Linked DNA regions of Capra hircus: region 2 is linked to region 1. Evidence: chromatin contacts called from public Hi-C data. All regions are on one chromosome and are shown on one strand. Each heading gives the region's core, a stretch centred on a gene start, on an enhancer-like site or on the middle of the called end of the contact. The rest is flanking DNA. Distances are from core to core; before and after follow the strand shown. Region 1 overlaps CREB3L1 (cyclic AMP-responsive element-binding protein 3-like protein 1). Region 2 has its middle 34 kb from the start of CREB3L1.

Region 1 (6,907 bases), core at 1,413-3,912:
GGAGGGGCTGGCTCCAGGGATGAGGAAAACTGGCTCCATCCCTTCATAGTCCCCAGAGAGGCCAGGGCAGAGGAAAAGAGCCCACTTTCTGAGGACTAGTGCACTTCACCTGTGCCTGCCATCCCTGCCTTAACAGGAACTCAGACAGGGGAAGCGGGCCTGGACAGAAGACGCCGCCTGCGCCTGCCCAGATCTCAGAGCACAGCTGGATCTTGAACTGGGGTCTCCTGGGTCTGAGTCCAGGACAGCCTTCCAGTCTAGCTCTGGGAGGACGCCTGGATCTCACCTGCAACCCCCTCCCCGCAAATGACTGGATGAATGTGTGTTAGCCGCTTGGTCATGTCTGACTCATGGCGACCCCATGGACTGTAGCCCACCAGGCTCCTCTGTCCATGGAATTTCCCAGACAAGAATATTGGAGTGGGTTGCCATTTCTTCCTCCAAGGGATCTTCACGAATCAGGGATCGAACCGGAGTCTCTTGCACAGCAAGCAGACTGGTTACTGTCTGAGCCGTCAGGGAAGTCAAATGACTGGAGTGTGATGCTTAAAGGCTGGGAGGGCCTGACAACTGTGTACCCAGGGGCCCACCTCCCTTCCCCAAGTCCCTCCCTGTTCTCTCTTGACCCTACCCTCACCCCACCCCCATACAGGGCACAACAGTGACTCAGACTGGTGGCCCCTCAGCTTGAAATGGGGGCAATTTTCTAGTGACCACGAGGCAAGTAACCGTCCGGGAATGTATGAGGGGGGTAGCCTGCGGGGGAGGGGAAGGGCTCTCCTCCCGTCTCTCAGCAGAGCTCACTCTCTCGGAAGGAATGTCCGGGCTCGGCATTCCCCGCTCCCCACCCCCAATCCTTATCCCACGGCTCAGCCTGGACCCACTCCGGTCTCCTCCCTCCTTTCCCCAAACAGACTGCATCAGCCTGGACCGGGGGAGGGGCAGAAGATCGTGATGGGGGCGCAGCCACGCCGACGTTCTAGGGGGCTTGAGAGAAGGGGGCGCTCTGAGGCTGCGGCAGCTTGGGGGGGTCTCCTTTCCCATACACATTCTCAGCGGACAGTCGTGTCCCCAGAGCTTTTCCCCTCGCTCTGCATCGACTCTCTGGAAGGAATTCGAGCTGGGGAACCGAGAGGAACCTCAGACGGAGCTATTACCGCCCCAGGAGTGTCTCACTTCCCACCTCTCCCAGGGAAAGAGACCCCGCTCCCCATCAGTGAGCCCCAAGCTAGGATGACTTCAGGAGAGAAAGAAGGAGCTGGAAGACCCTCAAAGGAAGTAAAGAGTTGGGATCCAGCCTCCCTTTTTCGAGCTGGAGATGTCCGAGGAGACCCCCTCGGTCTTCACTTCCCCGTGCGGGGCTGAGGCCAGGCCAACTGATAAGGGACTCGGGGCACCGTAGGACTGCCAGGCCCATGGGCAAGCTCAGATGGGCCGTCTCTGCCTCTGCCCCAGGTGCAGGCAGGGACGCAAGACCAGACCCCGTCCGTACACTTGGCCCTTATCAGCCCCACGCGGTCCGCGGAGGCCGAGGAACCTCCCTGCCAAGGGCCTTGCCCTCCTCCCACCTCCTCGCAGCCGCTCTTGCTGCAAGCCTCGCGCAGCCTCCTCCCATTGGCCCAGACCTCCACAGATCCGACCAATGAGCAGGCTGGATTCCGGCACAGGGCGGCCCCCCGCGCACCGGCGTTAACTTCCCTTGGGCCAGCGCTGGGCAGGCAGGACCCGGTCCTTCTTTAATCCTAAAGGGCCGGGTGCTGAGACCCGGTTTCCGGAGGAGATGCTGCCTACGGGGAGGGGTGTGCGGGACCTCGAGCCCCGAAAGCTCGGGACCTCTCCTGCAGGAGAGTGGAACCGGCGCCTGCTGTGCGTGGCCGCCGAGAGGGAGCTTATGTTGGCAAGACTCTTGGAAAAAGTCTTTTAACAAGGAGGGAAACAAATCATAATATTTCCTTCTCTGGCTTCCCACCCTGGTTGCTTGGAAAGGCACCCCCATAAGAACGCTCACCCCTAGTAGAACTGGGTACCCCTCAGAACAGTAGGTAGGATCCTGCCTCCCACACCTGTCGTGTCCATCAGGTAGTCTGAAACCCGAGCTTTGTGTGTGTGGACTGGAGGACGCGAGCTGGTTGTAGTTTGGGCGGGGTAGGGAGGCGGGACAAGGAGTCTTGCTGGAGCTTAGGAGGCGTGAGATCTCCAGAGGGGGCCGTCCAGGGGTGGGGGGTTGGGAAAGTGGTTACAGAGGAAGAGGAGAGGTCAAGAAGAAGTTGCTCCGCGATTCCTGTGCAGCCCCAGAGCTGTTGAGAACCCCTCCCTCAACATCACCGCCTCACTATGTGAGGTCCCTCTCTGGACCTCAGCTTCCTCATTAGCAAGTGGGAGAGGGGGCATGGACCATGGGTTTTCTCAGGTCCCTTCTGCCTCTAAATTGATGGTATAAACCATAACTGCCTGAGAGGCCAGCCATCAGATAGAAACAGGACTAGGAAAAATCTCTCTAAAGGGAGGCATTCTGGCATCCTCCCGAGAGCAGAAGGTGGGCCTGGGGGTGATGGGACATGCCCACCGTCGCCACCGGAGGTCCACCCAGCACACAGGGAAGTCCTGAGCAAGGAAGCCCTGGTTCTCTGAGTGTCCCCTGCCCCCTCCACTGCCTGACCCTTGGCCGCCCTCCCCTTCCACTTGGCTTCCACCCTCTGGAAGCTCTGTCCGGCTGGGCCTTGGCTGCTGTCTCCAGCAGGTGGGGTGGGGGCCACTCACAAAGTGGGGCCAACTGAGCTTCCTCAGCAGGTTCCCTATGGGCACCCCATAAGGGGTCTCTGAGGACTGGCTTATCTGCATGGAGCTGAATCCTTGAAGGACCCTGGCCCAGACTGGAGGAAGCCTCTCTCCTCTCCCAGGCCCCGGAAAAGGGCTTGGCAAACCCTTATCGCCTGAGACGCAGCTGCTGAAGAAATACCTTAGCAGCTGACTCACTGGGCTCCTCACAGCCCTCTCCCACTGGGTCCCACACCAGGCCTTTGAGAGACCCCGAGAGAAAGAGAAGGAAAGAAAGAGAGGGCGCCCCCTGCTGGGCTGGCCCAGACCCCGCCGGAGGTGCGGCCAGCACAGTCCAGCCTGTGACTGACTGTGTAGTTGGGGGGGCGTTGCAACTTCCTTGTCTCTTTGGGTAGTTGTGAGGATTAAATAAGACGGTGCCTATGAAAGCACTTTGGAAAGTTAACATCGCAAGACAAATGTAGGCTAGTGATGATAAGTTCTGATAAGCTGGGGAGAGGTGAGAGTGCTTGAGTCAATGGGTTTCTGAACTCATTTTATCCTGGATTCTCTGATTTGTGGTGGGAGGACCAAACCACCTCCCTGCATTGGCTCCAGGCTCAGTTCACCTCAGGCCCAGGGTTAGGCTTTTCATAAAACAGCAGTTATTGAGCACCCACTGCATACTAGGCCCTGTCCTCAGTGTTACAGGTGTCTACTGCACAGACGTATTTGTATGTTATTTGGATACATGTGTTTCATGTATTTCCTCACTTTATCCTCATAATCCTATGAGGGCAGCATTAAGCACCTAATGCATATTTGATCCTCAGAACAACACTATGAGGTTGGAACCATTATTTTCCCCATTACAGATGAGGAAACTGAGGCCTAGAAAAGTGAGTTAACTTAGCAGGGAGTGAGGTAAGAGTCAAAAGTCTTGACCCCCTGAATCTTATTCTCACACCAAGGGCTTTTCTGCTCACCCCTTCCAGACTAGGACAAGCGCCAATTATTCCAGGCCAGAAAGCCAATGACTCCAGAAGTCAGTTCTTACCCATTCACCAGCTGGGATCCCCAGGGTCAGAAGCAAAACCCCAGAAAATTCATTCAGTCAGTGAAAAACAAATGAACAGGAGGCTTCCCTGTGGTTAATTAAGACTCTATGCTGCCACTGCAGGTGGGGGCAGGGGGGTGGGTTCGATCCCTGACTGGGGAACTAAGATCCCACGTGCAGCCCAGAGCAGCCAAAAAAAAAGAAGAACACTAACATGTCCTTACGTATTTATAATTCTTTAGAGAGAAAAAACAAGAACCTCCTATGTACCAGCTGCTGCTGGATGCTTTATTAATAAGAGGTTTGTTGAGTAATTACTATGTACCAGGAACTATTCTAAGTGCTTTACATATATATTAACTTGTTTAATCCTCACAGTAACCCTAGCAGATAAGAACTATTGTCACCCCCACTGTACAAAGGAGGAAATGAAGCATAGAAACATTGATCAACTTTCCTAGGATCATGGAGACCAATATTTTTCAGACTATTTTGTTTCTGAGAAATATATTTTACATCCTTCGAGAAGGTGATGGCACCCCACTCCAGTACTCTTACCTGGAGAGTCCCATGGACAGAGGAGCCTGGTGGGCTGCAGTCCATGGGGTCGCTAGGAGTCGGACACGACTGAGTGACTTCCCTTTCACTTTTCACTTTCATGCATTGGAGAAGGAAATGGCAACCCACTCCAGTGTTCTTGCCTGGAGAATCCCAGTGATGGGGGAGCCTGGTGGGCTGCCATCTATGGGGTCACACAGAGTCGGACACGACTGAAGTGACTTAGCAGCAGCAGCATAAACATACACACACCCATAACTGAGATAAAAATTTACCACGTATTTAACTTCCCTATGCGCAGCACGCCCTGATATTTTTCTAATCTATTTTGTTCTGTTTTCTTTTTCCTTAAATTCTGGTCATGACCTGCTTCACAACCCACTACTGAGTCACCCCCTGCAGTCTGAACAGTACTGAGTCATAGCAAGGAGCGTCAGGGCCAGGATTCAAACCAAGTGATATGGCCCTGGGGCCTGATCTCTTGGCAGAAAGAATGTCTGGGAAAATGGAAACACTGGAGGCATGAGGACAAGTGAGGACCCTGCCAATGAGGGGAGCAGTGGTTCAGTCACTCAGTCGTGTCCGACTCTTTGTGATCCCAAGGACTGCAGCTCACCAGGCTCCTTTGTCCTCCACTCTCTCCCGGAGTTTGCTCAAACTCATATCCATTGAGGGGAGCAGAGTCCTTGATAATCTCCCCACTTTACATTCCAGCAAAAGAGAATAGAATACAAAAGTCGCTGATAGCGCCTTCGGAATGCAAACTTGCTGGGGGAGGTGGAGTTATTCTTTAGTACTTAGTTCCTTAGTCCTCTTGTGATGGAAGTAGGGTGGACTGAGAAGCAGGCTTGGGCAATCTAAGCGATTTGACCAAGGTCACAGAGCCAGAATTATAGCCGCGTGTCCTATCGCTTGGGTTCTTTCACACCATCCAGGGCACAGCCTTGAGGATACCGCCGGAGAGGTTGGGGATGTCAGTGGAGGTGGTGGTGACGGTAACGTGCTGATGGGGTGACAGTAGAGATAGAAAGGATGATGGGGGACTTACCTGGTAGTCCAGCGGCTAAGATTACCCCGAGCTCCCGATGCAGGGGGCCGGGTTCGATTCCCGGTCAGGGAATTAGACCCCTCATGCTGCAACTGTGGGATCCTGGCCACGTGGGTTCATGTCCCAATCTGAGGTACACGCTTTCAGTGGGAAGAGTGATGGGGAGGTTGCAGGTGTCAACTAAAAAAAGATGCACAACAGGAGGGTTGGGAGTTAAGTTTTATATGGGGGCAAAATGAGGCCTGTAGCCCAGGAGACAGCACCTCAGACAGTTTTGAGAAACTGCTCCAAAGAGGTTGTGGGGAAAGATCAATGCATGTGATTCTGGTGAAGGGGGCATTCCATGCAATCCAGCACTTAACTTACAAAAGGTGTTCTGCTAGTCACGAGGAGCTGATGTCACTAATGAAGAGATTTAGTGCTTGTCTAGATAGGAGGAGATGCAAGGACTGGGATCATGAAATCAGTTGCTGAAAATATCTAACTCTCTAAAGATCTGTGTCACTCATTTTTCTGGAGCATTGAGTGCCTGACTCTCCTCCCTGAACTCCCGTCAGGGCATGTCAAAGGTCAACAGCTGCAGTAGCACAGCGTTCAGTCTCCACAGATGGCGGTTTAGCTGCTCAGTCACGTCCAACTCCTGGCGACCCTATGGACTGCAGCCCGCCAGGCTCCTCTGCCCATGGGATTTTCCAAGCGAGAATCCTGGAGTGGGTGGACAGATGCCAAATAGCCTTGGCAGGCGCCCTTTTGTCGTTGACACAGGGACCATGGTGGATAAGCTAACCCCCTCCTCCCCCCTCTTCCTCCCCTAGCACTTCCCCGAGCACCTGGACCACTTTGCAGAGAACATGGAGGACTTCTCCAACGACCTGTTCAGCAGTTTCTTTGATGACCCTGTGCTGGACGAGAAGAGCCCTCTCCTGGACATGGAACTGGACTCCCCCACGCCGGGCATCCAGGCCGAGCACAGCTACTCCCTAAGCGGTGACTCGGCACCTCAGAGCCCTGTTGTGCCCATCAAGATGGAAGACACCACCCAAGGTAAGAAGGGGTGGCAGGGCCCAGGACCCCAGACCCAGAGAAGCCACTCCCAGCCCCCTCTCAAGGGAGACCATCCTCCGTGTTTCGGCTCTTCCTCAAGTCCAGCCCAGAAGGGCCCTTGTCAAGAGGCTCTTCCACTGACTTGATGTGCAAAGGGGCAGGTCCCAGACCAGCAGCATCACCTGGGAACTCATTGGAAAGGCAGGTTCTCAGGTCCCACCCAAACCTGCCAGATCAGAAGCCCTGTGGGGAGGATCCAGCCTTCCAGGTGACACCGACTGATGCTTAGGTCTGAGAACCAGTCTTAGATGAAACAACTGAGGGGCTGGGGTGGGGAGGATTAAACAGTAAGTGTGGACAAGTTACCAAGACTCTAGAACTTTACCACCTCCTCCCACTGTGAGGTCCTCTGAGAGAGCCACCCACACCCTACCTACTTCTCC
Region 2 (6,907 bases), core at 1,208-3,707, 53 kb before region 1:
GGCGCCACTTAGATCTGTAAAGTTTTGTCTTTAAAAAAAGAGAAAAGACTTGAGGGGAAAGATTGAGATTGACATATACACAGAGGAGCCTGGTGGGTCCAGAAGGTCACACAGAGTTGGATATGACTGAAGCGACTTAGCACGCATGTATAAAGAGTAGATAACTAATAAGGACCTGCTGTATAGCACAGAAACTCTGCTCATTGTTATGTGGCAGCCTGGATGTGAGGGGGTTTTTAGGGGAGAATGCATACACACACACATATATATATACATATATATATATGGCTGAGTTGCTTTGCTGTACACCTGAAACTATCCCAACATTGTTATATCCCAATATAAAATTAGAAGTCTTTTAAAAAATTAATCCTAACTGAAATCAAATACAGGAAAAAAAGACCTGCGGGAGGGATAAATTGGAAGATTGGGATTGACATACACACACCGTGTGGGCTGTGTGTGTGTGTGTGCTCAGTTGCCAAGTTGTGTTCAGCCCTCTGCAACTCCATAGACTGTAGCCCGCCAGGCTCTTCCGTCCATGGGATTTTCCAGGCAAGGATACTGGAGCAGGTTGCCATTTTCTCCTCCAGGGGATCCTCCCAACCCAGGGATCAAACTTGAGTCTCCCGCATCTCCTGCATTGGCAGACAGATTCCTTACCGCTGAGCCACCTGGGAAGCTCCAGCTACTATATATGGAATCGGTAACTAGTAAGCCCATAGTGTATAGCAGAAGGCGCTCTACTCTTCAGCCCCAGGACTGGCCCGCCAGGCTCCTCTGTCCATGGGACTCTCGAGGCAGGAATACTGGAGTGGGTTGCCATGCCCTCCTCCAGGGGATCTTCCCCACCCGGAGACTGAACCTGTGTCTCCTACGGCTCCTGCATTGCAAGCGGACTCTTCACTGCTGAGTGGGGAAGCCCACTTTATATAAAACTGATAACTAATGAGGACCTACTGTAGGGCACAGGGAAGTCTACCCAATACTCTGTAACGACCTATATGTGAAAAGAATCTGAAAGAGCGTGGATATATGCATCACAGAGTCACTTTGCTGTACGCCTGAAACGAACACATTTTAAATCAACTATAACCCAATCAAGGGGGGGGGAAGAGATTTGAAGAAAAAATAGCAATTGTTAAACTTTGGCAAGGAGGGGGGTGCCAGGGGAGCGGTATAGAACAAACAGGTGTTAAGGATATAATCTCTGTAGGGTTTTTTTTTTTTCTAATATGGTTTGATCTATCAAAGGAGAATTCAACTGAATGGGGGGGGGGGCGGATAGTGAGGGGTCAGGGAAGAGGTCTCTGAGGAAATGATGCTTACTTAGGATGAGAGCCAGACACGGAGTAGGTGAGGAAGGACAGAAGGGCACACCAGCCAGAGAGAACAGGCTGTACGAAGATGCTGACATGGAAAGGTGAACATAGAAGCTGGGAACTGAGATCCCGGTGTGGCCAGAGCAGAGGGGGAAGAGGGTGGGGTGGGGGGTGGTGCAGAGGCCAGGCAGAGCCTCCGAGGCCATCTTGAAAGAGCAGGCCTTCGTGCCAAATATGACTCAAGCAGCAGGGACGGAAAGCTCTGGGGGTCCACAGACACTTCACTCAGCCAGATAGCAGAAGCGGGAAGGCGGTCTTCAAGAGGTGACTCACATCTTAAGCGCTGGAGAATGAGTAAGAGGAGGCGGAGGGAGGTGTAAATTCCCTTGATCACGCCCCACAGCAGTAAAGATACTGTTGGTCCCAGCAGGGGCCGACACCCAGGACTAGCTCCGGATAAAGGTGTCAGATAGAAAACGGCAGAGGAGGGTGTCCTTGAAGACGGAATGGGCTGGGGTCCCAGTCCGGGCAGCCTTACCCGGAGAAAGGCATGGCCAGGCATGACTAGGTACCCCTCTGGCGGTGTGCAGAGGATGGATTTGAAGGAGGCGGCAGTGCGGGGAGTATGTTAACAACCAGTGGGAGAGGGACACCTAAACCAGGCTGCCTGGAATTAGAATGAAGAAATGGAGAGTGCCTGGAGAGGTGTTTAGAGGGGAACGCTAGGTGTCTAGTTTGATGGCCCTGCCATCACTGAGAGGGACAAGACGCGGCGAGTTGCAGATGCGTGCAGGGCAAGCCAAGTGGAACTGTCCGGCCAGGCCAGCGAAGAGAGTGGGCGTCCCGAGGGCTGCAGATGGAGCTGGGAGTGGGAGGCGCCTCCTGTGGGTGGCTGCTAACCACTCACAGCAAATGAGCTGGTCCAGGAGGGAAGAGGAAGAAGAAAGTGAGCGGATCGCTGGGGACGAAAAGGAATCAGAAGGGCGATGCGGGGAAGCAGAGGACAGGAGGGGAAGGAAGAACCACGCAGACGCTGAGCGGCCGCGAGGAAGTCAGCCCTGCGCGGGACTGGGCGGGTCCGGGGCGCGCGGGGCTGCAGGCGGAGCCCGGGTGCGCCCAGGCGCCCGGCAGACGCTGGAGAGTCCGCCCAGGCCTTCCCGCTGCCTCGGCCGTCGCCGGGGACTGCAGGGCACTCGCGCGGCTAGTCCACCCGAGCCGTCCGCGGCTCCCCGCGCGTCCAGGCCGCGCCTCCCCACCGCCCGCGGGGCCCGGCGACGTCACTGCGGCTCTGACGCGCGCTAACGGAGGCGCGGGCGGAGAAGGCGCGGGGCGGCGCGAGCATCCTCGCGGGAGGTCCAGTCCTCGCAGCCCGCGGGCCGCGTTCTTGGCCCTCCTCCAGGGGAACCTCTATTTTTCCAAACTCTGGAAGGCCGGCTGTCCTTCGGCCACTGATAAGGACAGCTAGCACCTGGTAAAAGATTTTAACAATGCCCGCAAAGAAATAGCCGGACCCAGGAAAGACTAGTAAGAGCCGCCAGCTAGAGTTCTGCTCGTGTGCTCGGCGGTCCTAGGAACAATAATAACGACCACAACCACAGTAGCCACCATTTATTGAGCGCTTACTCTGTGCCAGGCACGGTGTTAAGCGCTTTGCAGGCAACAAATCCTCGGAGGTAAGTACCGTTATTATCCCTATTTTGCAGGGACCAGGGCACAGAGAGGTTAAGTAACTTGCCCCAGGCACACAGCTGGCTGATGTCCAGTGCCACAATTTCAGCCCAGGCCGTCTGATCCCGTGTAATCGTCAGGTTAACCCGCCAAGGTCGGGGTCATTTTCTCCATCTTAAAGATGAGGAAATTAAGGCACACGGAAAACGTAAGTACCTTGCCCAAGGTCACCTAGCTGGAAAATGGATGAGGCAGAAAGCGAACCCAGGGCTCCTCTCTGTCCGCAGACCCCGCGGTCTTGGCCAAAGGCGATGCTGCTTCCAAACCACCTCCGACAGCCCAGCAGGCTGTGGCCCCGGGCCCCCAGGGGCACAGCCTCTGCGGGGTTTGGGTGGCTTCCCGCGGCCTCCGATCTCGGATGAATCGGATGTTTCCGAGCATCTTCTCTAATGAGTCCACAGGTGCCAGATAGAGATGCGCCTCCCGAAATCCGGCCGAGGACCAGTCGGCGAGGTCCTCTGAAGGGATGGAGCCGGGGCGGAGGCAGCGGGAGGGATCCCACCTGCAGAGCTGCGTTGACTGGAGGCTTGCCCCGCGCGGCCGGCAGAGGGCGCTGCCGCACGCGCCTCGGGTCCCACGATCCCCAGACCCTGGGGCTGGCGGGCCTCCGCCTGCAGGCCCGGAGACTCAGAACCCCAAAGTGGGAGCCTTTTATTCCGCGTAGCTGGCACCAATCTGGCCCTTCGCCTCAGCCTTGGGCCTGCTTTTCCTGACCACTCTTCCCCATCGTGTGTGCTCCTGCCACCCCAACCATCTGCCTTCAAGATTTCCCCTGTCCCTACACTGCTGGTGTGGTCACCTAAGAGGCAAGAACACCGATCCCATCCCATTAAGAGACATCCCATTGTAAGTCAAACTCGGCCTTGTCTCCCTTCCTTTATAGACCCTCTGGTGATGCAAAATTGGCAAAAATCATCCATTGGGTGATGAACTTGCTTTCCTTCTCCAAAACCGGAGAGGGAAATTGGTTAAGGAAGGAGCGAATAAATAAAAGGATCTATTTTTGTAATAGCAGCGGTGTATTAAGCACTTGTTTTGTGCTGAGCCCTTTCTGCTTGACTCCTTAATCCTCATTACAGCCCCGAGAGGTGTGCGTCATTACTCTCATTTGACAGGTACGGTCACAAGACTGGTAAGTAGCAATGCTGGGAATCCACCAGGATTTATCTGACTTTAAAGCCACATTCCTATCACCCATCACCCAGAATGTACAAGCTGATACAGCTGAACAGAATAGTTAAGATACAAACCATGCAAAAACAAATCAAAATCTACTCTAAGAGTGCTCAGAAAAACCCCATGTGAAACAAGGGTTTCAATGCCTTTCTGAGCCCCAGTCTGAGACTCAATTGTCTGAAACAGGAAAACAAATCCTCAAGGTGCAATGAGAGGAGAATAGGAATGAGGCATTCAGCTTTCCCTTGGAAGAGCATCCAGAGAGGCCCACTCACTTTCTGTGCCTGGGCTCTGAGGAAATAAAGGTGGTTCTAGGAAAATCTGAAAAGTATGAGAGGAAAAAAAAAAATCCCTTCTGTGGTTTTTACTTTAACCAAGCCTCATTTCGCTATTTGTGTTTTATTTTTAAACTAATGTGGCTCTCTCCACCCTTTAAATTGGCACGTAAATAGCAAAAACAGAAGGAAGGCCAGCTACAAACTTCAAATGTGGTGGATTTCTCAGGAAGGAGGTACCTGACTTGAAGTGGAAATGAGGATTAAATGAGGTGCCTTAAACATTTCAAAGACAGACTTTCCACAAGGAATTTAGATCATAAGTCTTTAGAACAGGAGCTTTGTCTAGGTTTAGGCCGGGTGTAGTGTTGACAATTTGTGAGCAAGCTCTCAGAATGTGGAAAACGAATCACACTTTCAGTGTCTGCATCATCTAATCATCTGGGCTATCACTTTGCTTATGGCTTTAAAGGGTGGCTTCTGGGGGATTTTTCTGTCCTCTGGAATCTCAGTCACGCACCCTCCCTCAGACCCCTTACTTTTCCAGAAGTTTGCTCCGGGAATTCAGTTGAGATGAGGCAATAGTTGATGATGTCACTAGGCTTGGTTTGAGATTGACTGGCCAACTCTGGACTCACCAACTGGAGGTTTTTTTCCAAACTGGGAAACCAAAGCAGAAGGAACTTGTTGAGACTTGTCACTTAATAGCTGTGTCTCTCTTGCCCTATGTCTTTGAACTAGAAGGATTCCCCTCTTACCCAAAACAAGAAAGCCCTGAACATCCCAGGCTGCTGCTTGCAAAATTCTTGGACCTTCTTGACCTTTTCTCTCTCTGCTGCTTCCCTCATTCTTTCAGTGCATTCTTTCTCCAAGCATGCATCCAGGGCCTATGATCATAGATCCTAGCGGTACAGCAGAGACCCTAACATGGGCTGAGAAGTTTACTCTCTCCCGTTCCCACCTGGCTTCTGACCTCATGGTTCCAACTTCTGTGCCTGGAGAGGCCCAATAGTAGTGAATGACTTCCTCCTCCAGGTGCGGACTGGTGCTCAGACATACCTGAAATTCTGTCAGCCTACGGCAGCTCCCTGAGGTTCCATTCTGTGACCCCAGATACCTCTGTGGTGACTCCGTATTTGGTAGGAGGTTTGGGTTCTGATATACCTTCAGAAGCAAGGCTCAGAAATGCTCCAGCTTCACCACTAGCCCAGGTTCCTTCCATTTCCAATAGTCATCCGTTCAATTTATAAGATCGCTACTGACCAAAGTAGCTCAGGCTATATTCATGGCGCATCTGGTACAGTGAAAAATCCCAAAGTGCCATAATACCCCACTGTCCAAAGGAAAATGTTGGCTTAAACAGACGTGTGATTAACTGGCAAAAGGATGTGTGGGATAATGCTTATGAGTCTTTTGGGTCTTTTTTTTTGTTTAATCTTGGGACTGAGTGATCCTGAATGACCCATAATAATGAGGGGAAGGAAGAACACTAGCCCTGTTTTAGCTCTCAAGATTATTCAAATGAAATAGATTTTTACCATCAACACCCTAGCAAAGACAGAATGCTGAAGGTAAATTGCCACTTTCTGTCTTTTTGGAAAATCCATTAATACTGAATGATCTTGGTTTTAATCCATTCAAAAATTCAGATTATGTCCCTGGAAATCCCTTTAGAAAGTAGATTCCAAATCAATACTCATTCTTCTTGAATATCCCACTCCTTCCAGGTACAGGAGTATCTTCTCTCCTCTTGAGGAAGGAGTGGGCCAGAGACCAGAAGACCCAGGGAGGGTTAAGAAGGACTTTCCCATTAGCTGAGCTGCAGGGCTGTTTGGATCTAGAGAACATGTATGCGTGTTGCGTCTGCACTGAGTTCATGGTTTTGCATTCTGGCTCATGTCCAAAGCCTCCATAACACGGGGGCTGAGATTTGCCAAAGAAGGCCGATCCGTGAAGAAGGACGTGTGTCCACTCACCAAGAAGGTTTTGATGGTCAGCGTCTGTATGTCCAGCTGCTGGGGTGAAGAGATTTGGAAACTCCTGAATATTCCTGCGGGGATCTTTCCAAGCCCTTTTGGGAACCGGCAATAGCGCTTGTCTGGGGAAATTAGTTTTGCACTTTCACAGAGTGAGAGAAATTCCTCAGGGGCATTCTTGTAGTTGGGAAGAGAAATCAAACTCCGCTCATTCCTTCAGGGGCCGTGCCCCTGCTAAAGCGCACCGAATCCAGTTCGGTTGGTCCAGTCTGGTGCCTTAAGTGTGTTTGTGTGGGGGGGCGGGGGGGGGGCGGTGCAGGAGCAGCGAAGTTCAGCGAATTTCACCTGTGGCTAAGTCCCTCCGCCGACTGGGGCAAGCGTGAGATTTCAGGGGATCGTGTTACCAGTGTGTAAACACCTTGAGTGACGG

Evidence for each region. A called contact is a pair of places that touch in the nucleus more often than the background predicts.
Region 2: a contact with region 1 is called in a Hi-C map of blood, with 3 times the contacts expected there. The contact joins two enhancer-like sites. A contact is called at or near these places in 3 of 5 Hi-C or Micro-C datasets (all in blood).

Annotation. Positions count from the first base shown.
Region 1 is chr15:6,676,501-6,683,407 of ARS1.2, reverse strand. CREB3L1 (cyclic AMP-responsive element-binding protein 3-like protein 1) reads left to right here. Exons shown (of 12, transcript XM_018059170.1): 2 at 6,236-6,464. Among named protein-coding and RNA genes, the nearest start is that of CREB3L1, 18 kb to the left of the region's middle. Within about 2 kb of position 2,662, at least 4 of the 5 cell types and tissues checked have an H3K27ac peak or open chromatin away from gene starts, as enhancers often do.
Region 2 is chr15:6,728,906-6,735,812 of ARS1.2, reverse strand. No RefSeq gene overlaps it. Among named protein-coding and RNA genes, the nearest start is that of CREB3L1, 34 kb to the right of the region's middle. Within about 2 kb of position 2,457, at least 5 of the 5 cell types and tissues checked have an H3K27ac peak or open chromatin away from gene starts, as enhancers often do.